2 separate regions of the Gossypium raimondii genome follow, and region 2 is linked to region 1. The links are chromatin contacts, called in public Hi-C maps. All regions are on one chromosome and are shown on one strand. The core of a region is the stretch at or near the end of the contact, and the rest is flanking DNA. Distances in the headings are between cores, read along the strand shown. Region 1 holds the start of LOC105799806 (scarecrow-like protein 21). Region 2 has its middle 29 kb from the start of LOC128042717.

The links. Hi-C and Micro-C count contacts between places; a contact is called where the count stands out from the background.
Region 2: a Hi-C map of leaf shows a contact between it and region 1, with 3 times the contacts expected there. The contact joins the enhancer-like site here to the promoter of LOC105799806 in region 1.

What each region holds. Positions count from the first base shown.
Region 1 is chr7:19,297,680-19,304,480 of ASM2569854v1, reverse strand. It overlaps LOC105799806 (scarecrow-like protein 21), which reads left to right and starts at 4,334. Exons shown (of 2, transcript XM_012630563.2): 1 at 4,334-4,492; 2 at 5,473-6,801. The coding sequence starts at 5,615. It overlaps LOC105799833, which reads left to right and starts at 495. Exons shown (of 5, transcript XM_052633233.1): 1 at 495-870; 2 at 1,160-1,252; 3 at 1,337-1,494; 4 at 1,732-1,813; 5 at 2,747-3,271. The coding sequence starts at 1,204. The coding sequence ends at 2,751.
Region 2 is chr7:19,427,013-19,434,624 of ASM2569854v1, reverse strand. No RefSeq gene overlaps it. Among protein-coding and RNA genes, the nearest start is that of LOC128042717, 29 kb to the left of the region's middle. Within about 2 kb of position 3,209, the one cell type or tissue checked has open chromatin away from gene starts, as enhancers often do. A contact at or near this core is called in leaf, where this site is marked.

The DNA of each region.
Region 1 (6,801 bases), core at 3,085-5,584:
AACTGTATTTGATTAATGTTTATTTGGTATGAAAAATATTGTAAGGTTATACTATTGTGGCATGTCTTGAATATATAATTATGTTTAATAGTTACTCAATTGATGCATTTGAGAAAGATGTTGTAATTTAAATTGTATTTAAGCATTTAAAGTTATTGCTTAATTAAAATATAAATAAAATTATGTACTTAAAATTTAAGTTAAATTTTAATTTATTTTACTAAAAATAATTTATAAAAAATTAAAAATTTTATCAAACAAGGAAAAATATTTTATTTAAAATTATCTAAACACTAAAATATTTAATTTATCAAAAATCATTTTTCAAAAATTATTTTTATCCAATCAAACACATTTAGAACATGTTTGGTTAGGTGTATTGGCATAGCCAATATACCCCTAATCGGTGGCCCCACCTAATCCTCCCTTATTCCTATGTTTGGTTCATGGTATTGGTAATACCATTGTAATCCATTACTGACTTAATCGGTGAAATCCACCGATTTGTAATTCATTCCTTTTGCCCAGATTAGGCGCTGCTTAAGTTTACCCTCCCTGTTTTACCCTCCCATCCGCTTCCCCTTTGTTTCTCTTCTGTCCCTTCTAGCCTTTGCCGATTTGCTCCCTCTGTTTCTCACAGTTTCTGTCGATTTGCTCCCTCTGTTTCTCATAGTTCTCCACACGCCCACATCTCTACAAAAATAACAGCCTTCAAAGTCGGCAGGATTTTACGGCATTTATTTGAGCCCTGTTCTTCTCCTTCTTCCTAGACGTGGGGTTTCCATTTCCCAGTTCTTCTCGTCCCTTTTCTTAAAGTCGGCATCTTCCTTTGCTTTCTCCAGTTTTCTCCTACCCAGCACCTTCTTCAAGGTTCCAAGTTCTTTTTGTTTCTCCTTTAATATCTGTTGTATTGAATTCCATGGATGTTATTTTAATTTGGATTTAATTATGCCTATTGAGGTTGTTTTTGCTCTTGAGAATCATAAAAAATAATTGTGTCATTTTTATTTCAGTTTCTTTTGTGTTCTTTTAGCCTCTATAAGGCTGTTAATTATTAATCCCTACATGTTCATTTGTTTTTCAGTTTCTTTTGATGGGGTTTCATTGTTTTAAACGTTGAAATTTTATCTAATAATGCAATCTTTCATATATTTTTCAGGGTTTGTTCTTATTTGAATAGCCTTTGTTGTAGCTATTTGTAAAATGCTGGCTGCTAGTGTTACTGCCCCCTTGCGGCCTTCATTAACTACTGGTATTTTTCTTGGAACTTTATTTTATTATTCATTCAATTTTTCTTAGATTAATGATGATAAAATTTGCTATTGGTTTTCGGCAGGACATCGATTAGAGTTACGAATTGAATGCAGTAGCCGTTGTGGCTTGGTTAGAATTCCGACTCGGATTAGGCCATGGGAACTTGGCTTGCAATCACAACCTAGTGTAGGAAGAAGTAGAAAACAATCTTCATCCATTGCATGCACCGCAACTGCTTTGGTACGTTTTGTCGCCATAACTAATCGCTTACTTTTATTTTTACAGAAGAAATTGAGAATTGTTGCTCACCTTTTTGTCAATGTAAACGGTATTAAATCCTGATATTAGATTTAGTGAAACAAATCATTACATGCGTGCACGTATGTTATGGCTCTGTGTGTGCTTTGCACGTGCTTATACTCGATTTTTAATGATATTGGAATTCGGAGCTTCTGATTCTGGTTTCCTTTTTTCCAGCAGAATGCAACTTGCAGTGCATCAGGACAAACTCAAAGTGTTACTCGTGAGGCACCAACTATCACCCAAGCTCTTGTTCATTGTAAGAACAAACACATACTCTCTTTCAGTAGTTTGTCAATATTCATTAGATGTATTCCTTTTCGTGATTTTCTAGTTCGACTTTAGGCACCCCAACTTAGGTTTGAATTGTGGTTAGGAAGGTCACGGTGGGTTAAACTGATTTTTCCAGAATGACCGATAGGTCATGTATCATCTCATACTAGTTTTGGAAACTTAAGTCTCACCGTGTCGATGCTTGCACTTTCATGCACCATCTTTAGTAGGGATGACCAATGTTTGATTTCAGTACATTAGAATCCAGATGCTGCTTGTTGGCTAGAAGCATTGACAATGTACCTTTTGTGGTTTCTAGTTTCTCTACTGCCCCACTTTAGCAAAAATATTATTCGTGTGACAAACGTATCACTATGAGCTCTTAGCAATTCTTTTGTTACCTTTTTTCGTAGTTTCGGTGTACTATTGTCCTGGTGATGAACACCTAAGCCTTCAGGTGACAGGGATAGATCCTTGGCCCTAAGGAACTCCCTTACCTATGGTGGGATATATCATATGTCCAACTGGCTTGAACACCATATAATTTTAAAGAAAGCGTAGCTAACATCATGTATTGAAATGCAGCAAAGGAGAAGTCATCGCAGCTAGAAGATTTATGAATCGTAGTTTATCTTTATTTTCCCGTTTATCTTTCTTATGTCATGATAATTAAAAAACTCATATATGCAGATGATCAGCTGATAGGCTACTTTGATCTGTTTAATTTTTTGATACTTCATCTATGTTTCTTTAACCAGAGTTTACATATATGTATACATGTATATACATGTGTGTCTGTTTGTGTGTGGTGTTAAATTTATATTTTGACTGTGTATATAATTTTATTGGTTAGATGCTGCAAGTTTATCAAGGAACTTCGGGTATTTGTTAACCAGTATATTTATTCAATTTTTAATAGGTTAACTAAGGCCTATTTTTGGGTGGGTTGAACTTATATCAGTACTAGCAGATTAGAGGTTCTCTCAAGTTTCAGACATATTTGAGTTCCTATCTTGGAACAATGATGATGTTTGACGAGATGGGAATTTGTGGGGATATGGATTTCTTCAGTGCTCCACTTGGGGAAAAAGATGTGGCAGCCTCACAAATTGAACCAGAGGCGACGGTGGAGGATGATTATAGTGATGAAGAAATTGATGTGGATGAACTTGAGAGGAGGATGTGGAGGGACAAAATGCGTCTCAAACGGCTTAAAGAGCAGAATAAGTGCAAGGAGGGGATTGATATTGCTAAACAGCGCCTGTCACAAGAACAGGCGAGGAGAAAGATGTCGAGGGCACAGGATGGGATTTTGAAGTACATGTTGAAGATGATGGAAGTTTTTGATGTTGTAAAACTATATAACATATGGATTAGGATGTAGAATTTCATTTTCATCTAACATTTTCTTAATATAAGTTAATTATGTTTATGCAGAATATAATTCTCAAGTTATATTTTGATTTTAGTAAATTCATATAAGAACATTTTATTATTAAGAATTTTATGAAATTATATATTATTATTAAATTATATTTAATATTAATTATTTTAAATTGTATAAATTCATATAAGAAAATTTATTATCAAGAATTTTATGAAATTATATATCATTATTAAATTATATTTAATATTAATTATTTTAAATTATATAAATTCATATAAGAAAATTTATTATCAAGAATTTTATGAAATTATATATTATTATTAAATTATATTTAATAATAATTATTTTAAATTATACAAATTCATATAAGAAAATTTATTAGTTATAATTATTTTCAATTTTATTAAATCATATATTTTAATTAAAATATATTTAATATTAATTATTTCAAATTATCTTTTATAGTATTATATATTATGATTTTAGTAAATTCATATAAGAATATTGATTATTAAGAATTTTATTAAATTATATATTTTAATTAAAATATATTTAATAATAATTATGTTAAACTATCTTTTATAGTATCATATATTATGATTTGAGTAAATTCATATAAGAATATTAATTATTAAGAATTTTATTAAATTATATATTTTAATTATAATATATTTAATAATAATTATGTTTAAATATGATTAAATTATTTATTATTGATATTAATAATCTTATTAAAATTTAAATAACAATAACAATAATCATTTACCCAAACAAATTTATGCTAAGGGTATTCTAATCATTTTAGTTTTTTCCATTATGTTATTACACCTCTATTCCATTCAACCAAACACAAGAATACTATTACACCTCTATTCCATTACATTTAACCAAATAATTAATTTGCTATTACGCCTCTATTCTATTACGCCTCTATTCAATTACGCATTTATTCTAATACAGCGAACCAAACGTGTTGTTACTAATTATTTACCCAAGGATAGTATAGTCATTCAGAAGTCTATTAATGGTGTGTATCTTGCAAGACAGCTCAGAAGTCAGAATGTTTTTTTTCTCTTTTTTCTGCCATTAATGGTAATCCTGTAGTTTTGGCATAATCGATGGGCTTTTAATCATCATCAGTTTTTAATTAATATAATGCACATGTGGCTCTTCAGTCTTCACTAAAGAAAAATTAATTAAATCTTTTCCTATCTTATTTCTTTCTTTCTCTTTCAAAACTCAAAGCTCAGCAAGCTAAGGATTCCTTAGAATAATAAGGTGGGTATGTTAAAACAATTGATTTGATATTGCAAGCCAATTTATTTTCTCAAATTGAGTTAATTTAAGATTTCTTTTTTTCTTCTTGCTTGCCGGAGGTTCTTGGAATTTTGGTTTATTTTTCTTTTGGTGAGTGGAGTTGTTGTTGGTTTCCTTATTGGAAGGGGGGAAGTTGTTTTGAGTTTAGTGAAAATGAGTTGGTGTTGGATCAACTATAACTAAGATGGTTTTTAAAGATTTCTAGTTTTGGTTTTACTTTAAGAATCTACACTTTCTGGTGTTGTTTTTTTTTTTCTTTTTGTCTTAAAAAAAATGATGTTTTTATGAAGAAGAAAGCATGTTCTTCACAGATTTATTGTGTTTTTTATTTTACTTAAAAGGAATAAAGACTTAATATTTTTCTAGTTGTGTAAAAGTAGAAGCTCCTTCACATCACATAATGTCAAATGAGTAATGATCTGGTGCTTGAATGAATTTTATTTATTTATGACGTAAAAAATATATATGTGGCTATGAGAGAGAATGCCTAGCTATATAAGTTGAAGTTTTGGTATCAGTTGGGTAAGACCAGAATTGATGTTTTGGAGATTGGAATAAATGTTGTTTAAATAGCTAATTAATGTACTTATTTTTCCTCCTTGTGCGGAATCAAAGATGTCTTTATTTTCCTTCATACGTATTTGGTCATGAGTATGTGGATATTAAGTATTCTTGTTGTTGAAGATCTAGGAATGTATGGTGGAGGGGGTATTGAATAATGATATTTTCATCTCTTGTTTTGTTGAAAATGGAAGGAAGAAAAGTATGTATATATTCTATTTTCTTATGAGTTGATGATAGTTTTTGTGATATCAGAAGAAAAATGGGCGCTTAGGTTTCGGTGAAATTGACTATTTTGATAGGCATGATGAATCTGGAATTTGTGTTGTATCCTCAATGCCGCCATTAAATCTTGCTGAGCTTGTTTCGCTCTTTTGCAGACCATGAAGAGAGAAGAGATAGCTGGGGGTGACATTGGTTTTTACACTTACTTTGTATGCAGCATTTAGCCTGTCAGATAGAATCAAAATTTCTTAATTTAGTACCTATAGCAACATAGAAGTCGAGAACCAAGAGACACCAATGCAAGCATCCCAGCAACATAGAAGTTCAGTCATGGCCAGCAGATTGTTTCCTCAAGTAAAGGAAGAAGTCGAGCCTTGCAGCTTCCCTCAATTCCCAGCTATTGATCGCTCTTTCTGCTATAGCGACAGCAGCCACGGATCCCATTTCTCAGTCAAGAATTCCCATGAGCCTTATTGCACTTTGGAGTCATCTTCTGCACGTGGCAGTTATACGGTCTACAATTCTTCATCAAATGGAAGCCCAATGTCACAGCAAGAATCACAGTCTAATATGTCTGACCTGCATCACTCTCCAGATAATACCTATAGCTCTCCTATTAGCGGTTCCTGCATAACTGACGATGTAAGTGATCTGAAGGGTAAGCTGAGAGAGCTGGAAACTGTGATGTTGGGGCCTGATTGTGATATTATCAATAGCACCATCTCACCTGAGATGGACAGCTGGAGACTTGTAACGGATGCAGTCTCCAGACGAGATCTAAAACAGGTCCTTGTCTCCTGTGCAAAAGCTGTATCAGATAATGATCTATTGACAGCACAGTGGTTAATGGATGAATTACGACGGATGGTGTCAGTTTCTGGTGAGCCCATCCAGAGGTTGGGAGCATACATGTTGGAAGGGCTTGTGGCACGACTGGCCTCCTCGGGGAGCTCGATCTACAAGGCTTTGAGATGCAAAGAACCGGCAAGTGCTGAACTATTATCTTACATGCATATTCTTTATGAGGTTTGCCCTTACTTCAAGTTTGGTTACATGTCCGCTAATGGAGCTATTGCGGAAGCCATGAAGGATGAAGATAGAGTTCATATTATCGATTTCCAAATAGGTCAGGGGAGTCAGTGGATTACTCTTATTCAAGCATTTGCGGCTAGGCCTGGTGGGCCGCCTCACATCCGCATTACTGGTATCGATGATTCCACATCTGCTTATGCCCGCGGAGGAGGCTTAAACATTGTTGCAAAGAGGCTGTCTAAACTTGCAGCGCTTTTTAAAGTGCCATTTGAGTTCAATGCTGCTGCCATGTCTGGTTGTGAGGTTCAACAAGAGCATCTTCAAGTTCGACCTGGAGAGGCTCTAGCTGTAAATTTTGCTTTCATGCTTCACCACATGCCTGATGAGAGTGTGAGCACCGAGAATCATCGTGACCGACTCTTGAGGCTGGTTAAGAGTCTGTCTCCAAAGGT
Region 2 (7,612 bases), core at 1,960-4,459, 130 kb before region 1:
ATGCATATAACAGTCCAATTTTATTTTACAACAATTATTGAAGTTTTACATTTTATTCAATTTAGTCCCTAAAACCCAAACAATTATAACTTTCATATTTAAGCCATGTTTTCAATCTGATTTTAATCACATCCTTCTACAACCTTATAATATCTATAATTATAGAAATTTCATGCTAGTTTTGAATTATTTTCATTTTAATCCCTATACAAAAAACAAGCATTTTAACTTTAAATTTAATCCTTTTTTATTTCTAAGCTTATAAACCACCATATTAACACCAAAAACATAAAAAAAATCAATGGAAACATTTCAAAGCTTTAATAGTTTTACGATTTAATACCTGAAATAGCTAAATCAAGTTACAATTATCTCAAAAACATAAAATTTACGAAAAACGAACTTAGTATACCTTACCATGCAAGGTTCGAAAGATTGAAAGTCAATGGAGCTTTTCTTCTTTTATTTCCATGGGTTTTTTGGTGGTGGAAGATGAATAGAAAACAAACATGGTTTTGTTTTTTTCCATTTCTTTATGTTTTATAAATATAATAATATAATTATAATAATAACATTATTTACACACAAATCATCACTTAATCGTCCAACTTCTTGACTAAATTTCCATTTAAAGCCTTGATTTAATATTAATTAGTCCTTTTAACAAATAAAATTAATAGCGGTTAATTTTTTCGGTTTTTATGATTTAATTTTTATACCTTAATTAGCTATTAATTCAAAAAATTACCTATCAAAAATTCAATTCACGTTTATCACAACTCCATAAATATTTAATAAAAATATTTACGGGCTCGATTCTGAAATGAGATCTTGATATCTCATTTTTGACACCACTGATTTTAAGATTATTATACTTATACCTTAATTAACTATCCTTTGAACAAAATTACTAAACCATAATTTAATATATTACCAAATTAGGCTCGTAAATATTATTATTTAACATTTTCAGACTAGAACTTCAAAAATAAGATTTCGAAACCACATTTTTCAGTCACACAAAAAATCGGTTGTTACAAAATGTGTGGTCCACGTTTAATCACCAAGTTTTAAACACAACCAATAGGTCAAATTCAATGTCAATCATATAATATCTTCGAAAAAAAATATTTCCAACATGATTATCATGTGAAATGATTAAAATACCTTTATATGGAAAATTTACATTTTAATCCCTTTTTACCTCTTACTGGACTTCCTTCGCATCAAATTCAACCCTTCACATATTCAGATTCATAAACCATATTTACTCACTAATAGTTGTCCACTTGTAAATATTACACTTATGCCCTTTTTGATGACAATGGAAAATTTTCCAATTTGGTTCTTGTATCATCCAAGCTTTTTCAATTTAGTTAAAAAGTGGCTTCCATCATACTAGTTCACATTCCAAGTCATTCTCATGCCAAATAATCATTATCGATTGACATTTTCTTGATTGGTCAATTTATATTCTAGTCCTTCAACTTTTCAAAATTTATGTTTTGTTCTTTCTTTTCATATATTTTTCACATTCACGATTTTCTACATTTATTTCCATCTCCAATACCAATTAAATTCCTTATGATCTATCTTTATCTGGCTCATTTTCAAATTTTCCTCAAAAATTCACTATGACAACCCTAAAACAATACCAGATGTTGTACCGAAGATTTCGGGCATTACAATTACATTGGACTAGAATTAAATTTGGATTGATGAAATGGCTTATGAATTTAATACAGGTTGGAATTGGATTTGGACCAGAACTTGACTAACAAATTTGACTTTGATTTCAAAATGTGATTTTCTTTTTATGGTTTTGATGTCGAAGGAAGACAAACTAGGGATAAGCGTTCGATCGAATTGAATAGAATAAAAATATTTTGAATTAATTGAGTTAACGAATCTTATTTTATCATCTTAACTCGATTTGAAATTTTCTCGAATCAAGTCGAATGAGATGGAATTCAAATCGAATCAAATATATTTATTTGGGTTAATTTTAAAAAAATGACTTTGGGTCATTGTATCCATTGCCACCCACCGTATTCAAATTTGTTATTAACTTTCAACCCCTCATAATTTATTTATTAATATTTAATATACGGGTTAGCTTTTTTGTTTTCATAGTTGCTTCAATTATCTTCTGGTTCTTGTCACCATGTATTTTGAAATTAAAAAATATATATTAAATATAAAATATGATTTTTAAATAAAATTTATTTTAAAGATAAAATGTGAAATTGATACTAACAAAAGATTTTAACATGAATATTTTATGTCATCACCAATAATTAAATTTTAACATAAATTTATAAAGATTCAACATGATTAAACAATTTAATAATAAAAAGGAAATAATTTTGGGGATTTGGGAAGAAGTAAATTATTTTAGAGGGAAGTAAAAATTTTGGGATGGTAAAAGGAAAAAAAAATTGAGTGTTTGGAAAAGTAAGATTTTTTGAAAAAAAGTAAAAGGGTTTGACTTTTAAGGGTTGCGCGGGGCGGGGGAGGAAGTAGAAGGATTTGATATTTAGTTTATTTAAATTATTTGAATTCGAAAATTTAATTCGATTCGAATTTGAAATTCAAAAAAAGAAATTGATTTGATTCGATTAAATCAATTCGAATAATTCGAAATTTGAATTTTTTATTTTTTTTAGAATAAAATAGTAAATAGCATTAATAAATAATAATAATAAACTATAAAAATCTTAATCTAGTGGTGCATTCCCTTTCGAATTAAAAGAAAAAGGGCCAAAGATTGGGGCCCTAACAATTAGTGAAATGAACTTTAGACTAAAATTAGATTTGGACCGGTGAAAAGGCTTTTAACTTTGGCATGGATCGAAATTAGATTTAGATTTGGATTTGGACTTGAAATGTGACCTTGGATTTTGCTTTTTGACCGATTGACTTGAGTTTTGAATTGAGCGACCTCATTTGTATCCTTAATCTTTTTTCAATTATAGTTTCTTATTTTTATTTTTCTGAATTTTTAATTTTTTATATTTCTAAATTAATATTAATTTAAAATGCCCAAAATGATTAAACCATATTAGATTAAGTATTTTCAACCAAGAGGTAATAGCCTAATAGGATGCTCAATAGTCTACATCCCAGGGCAAAGATCCAGTCTCTCCTCACCTGGTTCACATGGCCAACCATTTATTCGGTCTGAATCAAGTCTTGGTCCGTCCATCAAGTGTTTTACAGTTTAATTTAGCCAGCCCGCTTGACTGAAAATTTTTCCTCCATCTTTCCTTTAATTAAGGCTATGTTTGGTCAATTGCAAGTCTTGGTCGAAATTGAATCAAAATGAAACTTGAATAGACGTACAAATTGGTTCAGTGCATGCAGTCTAATTGTCCAAGGCACATATCATATAGATAATTTAAAATGGGACTGTAGTATTAGTGAATACATTTTTCATGAAAGATAGTGTAGATGAATACAATTATTTACACAATACTTTATCTAACAATCCATATTCACTTAATTTTAATTTGGGTGACCCTACGTACAATTATTACTTATTCTACATATTATTGTAACAACCTGATTTTGTGGTGTCAAAATATAGGTTCAAAATTCTCTTTTGTAAATCGAACCCGTAAATATAAAATATGAATATTTATAGAATTAGTGTAAAAATATATTGAAGTTCGTTAAGTAATTTCACTGAGAAAATAGTTAATTAAAGCTCGGGACTAAATTGTAAAAATCCAATCGCTATTGAGTTTTAATTAAAAAGACTTAAGGACCTAAATAACAATTATCTAAAAGACCAAAATAATTATTTAACCATGGATTAATATGAGATAGTAGATGGTGATAGTGGTGGTGGATACTACTTAATTTAATTAATAGTTAACTTATTATAATAAAACCTTAATTAATCTAATTAAACAAGCTTAATTAATAACTAATCATAGTATAAATATTAAGTTAGTGGAGGATGAATGTACCATCTTACTCATTTGCTTTCGCCGTCCCAAACTTTAAGAGAAAAAAGAAAAGAAAAATCCTTGTTGACCTTTAAATATCCGGCAAGCAAAAATTTCAAGGTAACCAAGCTTTTTTCATTAAGTTTTATAGATTTATGATCACGAAGTTTGATTTAGCTAGCACATGTCTTAATTTTTTCAATTGTTAAGTTTTTAGCAAGTTGTCATTATTTAGAAATTGATAAAAGAGGCTTAAATTTGATAGCTATTAAGCTTAGATCATGATAATGACTAAATTGTAAACTTAAATAAGTTTGATAGTTAACTTTGTAACATTAGGGACCAAATTGGATAAATTGAAAATTTGTCATAAGATTGTGCTATGAATATGAAGTATAGGGTTTCTAATGAAATAATGTGAAATTGGATTTTGATCCAAAGCTAGACATCGAAAAATATGCTTATCCCAAGTATAGACACTAAACTGAATCAAATGAAAAATATAGTTGACTTTGTATTTGGATATGCATTTGATGAAATATGATGTTGTTTATAAATTGAATTATCAAACGTAGCTAAATGCGACATTGGCCCATCGAGAGGGAAAGGAAAGACAAGAGTCGCTGACAAGTAACCACGATTTCGATTTGTACTTTTATGATTCAAGTACAATATATATAAACATACGAATATATATATATACATGATTGTGGCATATGTAACACCCCTACCCTGTATCCGTCGTCGAATTTGGGGTTAAGAGGCATTACTAATCAAACATAACTCAAAACAGACATCCGGTATAGTTTAATAATTTTCAGAAAATTATTATTAAATATAATAAGCAAAGTCTAATATTTAAATAAGTATAATATATAAATTCTACTTTGATCATTTTAAACAGAACATAAGATTTGAATCTAGTTAAACTATAAGAAAATAAGCCATATTTGTATGGCTATTAATTATATATATTGTACATCAAGTACAACTTTCAAAATATTATCCAGTCTATACATGCCATAAGTTAAAATTTTAAAACATTTAATACCGAGACTATAGATAGAGTGATGATCTTGCTGACGATCCCCAAGCCTGAAACTTGCTCTTTAAGTCTATAAAACAGAGAGACGTAAACAAATAAAGTAAGCTTTTATAGCTTAGTAAGTCTATAGCATAACTAAAATACTTATAAAAGAATCATATAATTCCTTAAGTAAAATTGTTAAGATCACAAATATCCAATATAATTACTGTTCAAACACTAATATCTTAAGTCATTTTGTTGATATCTAAAAGAATTTATATTTAACTAATACATATAAACGAACATATGTATATACATTATATGCATATAACCGAGTTATTAACATCTCATTAATTTCATATTTTGATTACTAGTGTACTTATCACTTGCACTTCTTGAATGCATATATATATTATTCAAATACATATGCCAAAAGCAAATAATTATACTTATCAACCACATGTGCGAATGCACATATATATACTTATAGTTCACATATGCTTAACGCATAGATATATATATATATATATATATATATATATATATATCCAACAATTTCATGATAACCAATATAAATATATATACTCACCAAACACAAAGATTCGAGCTTTTATATGCTCATCAAAAACATAGCAACAGATGTTCATATATTTATCCAATACAAATAACCAAATCATATACATATATACCCAATGTATATAATCACTCAATTAAAACAGATTCAACGGCACTTAGCCTGCTAAGCTTAAAGCCTGATTCAGATCACCGGCACTTAGCCTGCTAGGCTTATAGCCTGATTCAGTTCACCAGCATTTAGCCTGCTAGGCTTAAAGCTTGATTCAGATCGTCGGCACTTAGTCTGCTAGGCTTATAGCCTGATTCAGTTCACTGGCACTTAGCCTGCTAGGCTTTAAGCCTGAATTGATTCACTGGCAATATACCTGCTAGGCGCTGAGCCTGAATACGCAATTCACATTAGATATAATTCATTTTCGAACTAAACTTGTATACAAAGTCCATGCATAAAGATTTAGCTTAAAATTCATAATTTATATCATTGATACACATTGTTATATAAAGTTCAATCACCAATTCCAAACTTGATAATTCAATGATTCAACCGAATACATTTATATATATATCTTTACACTATAGATTCAACTACTACCATCATAATATTTAACTTCTATTATACTTAAATAACATACATTTCACATTCGAACATATTAAAATAATCTAAGCTAACAATTTCATACTTTTGATTCAATGCAAATCTTAAACATATATATACATATACATTCGACCATATATATCAATATATAATTCCATACCTAATTTCAATACAAGAAATTATACCATGACGTATATATATAGACATATTGAATTTATCATGTACTTCAGAATTCATTCTTAACTTCATAACAAGAATTTATACATGTATAATGCATAATCAAACCTCACACGTTTAAATAATAATATATCTAATTTCAATACAAAAAACATACACATGTATATTTACATGCTTAATCAAATTTATTATATATTTTAAAACATACATATTATAAATCAAATCCAAAAGTTTACCATGTATATACTTATAAATTCATTCGACCCTTGCGTAGATATTTATGTTATCCAAACTTTTGATTAAATCAATAATTTATACATGAATATACATACATGAACTTGAATCTTGTATATACATATAAAACTCTCATACTTCAATCATGATCAAGAACATTTATAAATATATATATGCTTATATACCTTTCTTACTTTAACCGTTTGCAAAAATTATATAAGTATAAACTTCTATGTTCGAACATTAGAAATACATATATATGTATATATATATATAAATCATTCAAATTTTAAATATATTAAATAGATATATATTAATTTAATAACATTTAATAGCTAATAGACTTACCTCGGATGGTGACAAGTCGAAACCGGACTATTAATCGATAACTTTAGCTTTTCCCCGATCCAACTTTGATTTCTTCGGTTCTTGATCTAAATATATTCAAATGAGCTAGTTTAAATATAATTACATTCAATTTAGTCCAAAAGCACATAAATGGGCAAATTACTATTTTGCCCCTAACATTTACACTTTTTGCAATTTTATCCCTATTGCATAAAACACAAAATTTCCCCACATTATACAAGGGCCGAATATCCCTAATGCTCATACAAGTCCACACATTTCATTTATTTCACATTTTAGTCCCTTAAAATTTTAATTTCACAATTTAACCCTAATTACTCAATTTCACCAAAAATTCAAAAACAAAACATGTTAATCTTCTACATAACTTCCATATTTCATCATCAACTATTACAAAGCTCAAGCATTCATCAATGGCATATCACAAAATCAACATCAAATTCAAAAATTAAAGCATGGGTCTTGTAGTACACAAAACAACGATATCAAAAACGTAAAAATTATCAAAAACCAAAACAAAATTATACCTTAATCAAGTTTGTTTTGTGCTGAAACCTAGCTTGGTTTTTCTTTCTTTTCTTTTGTTAATATTTGGCCATGGAAGAAGATGATAACTAGTTTAAATTTCATGTATTTTTAATTGCATATAATGTAATAATAAGCTATTTACCTTACTAACCTTAT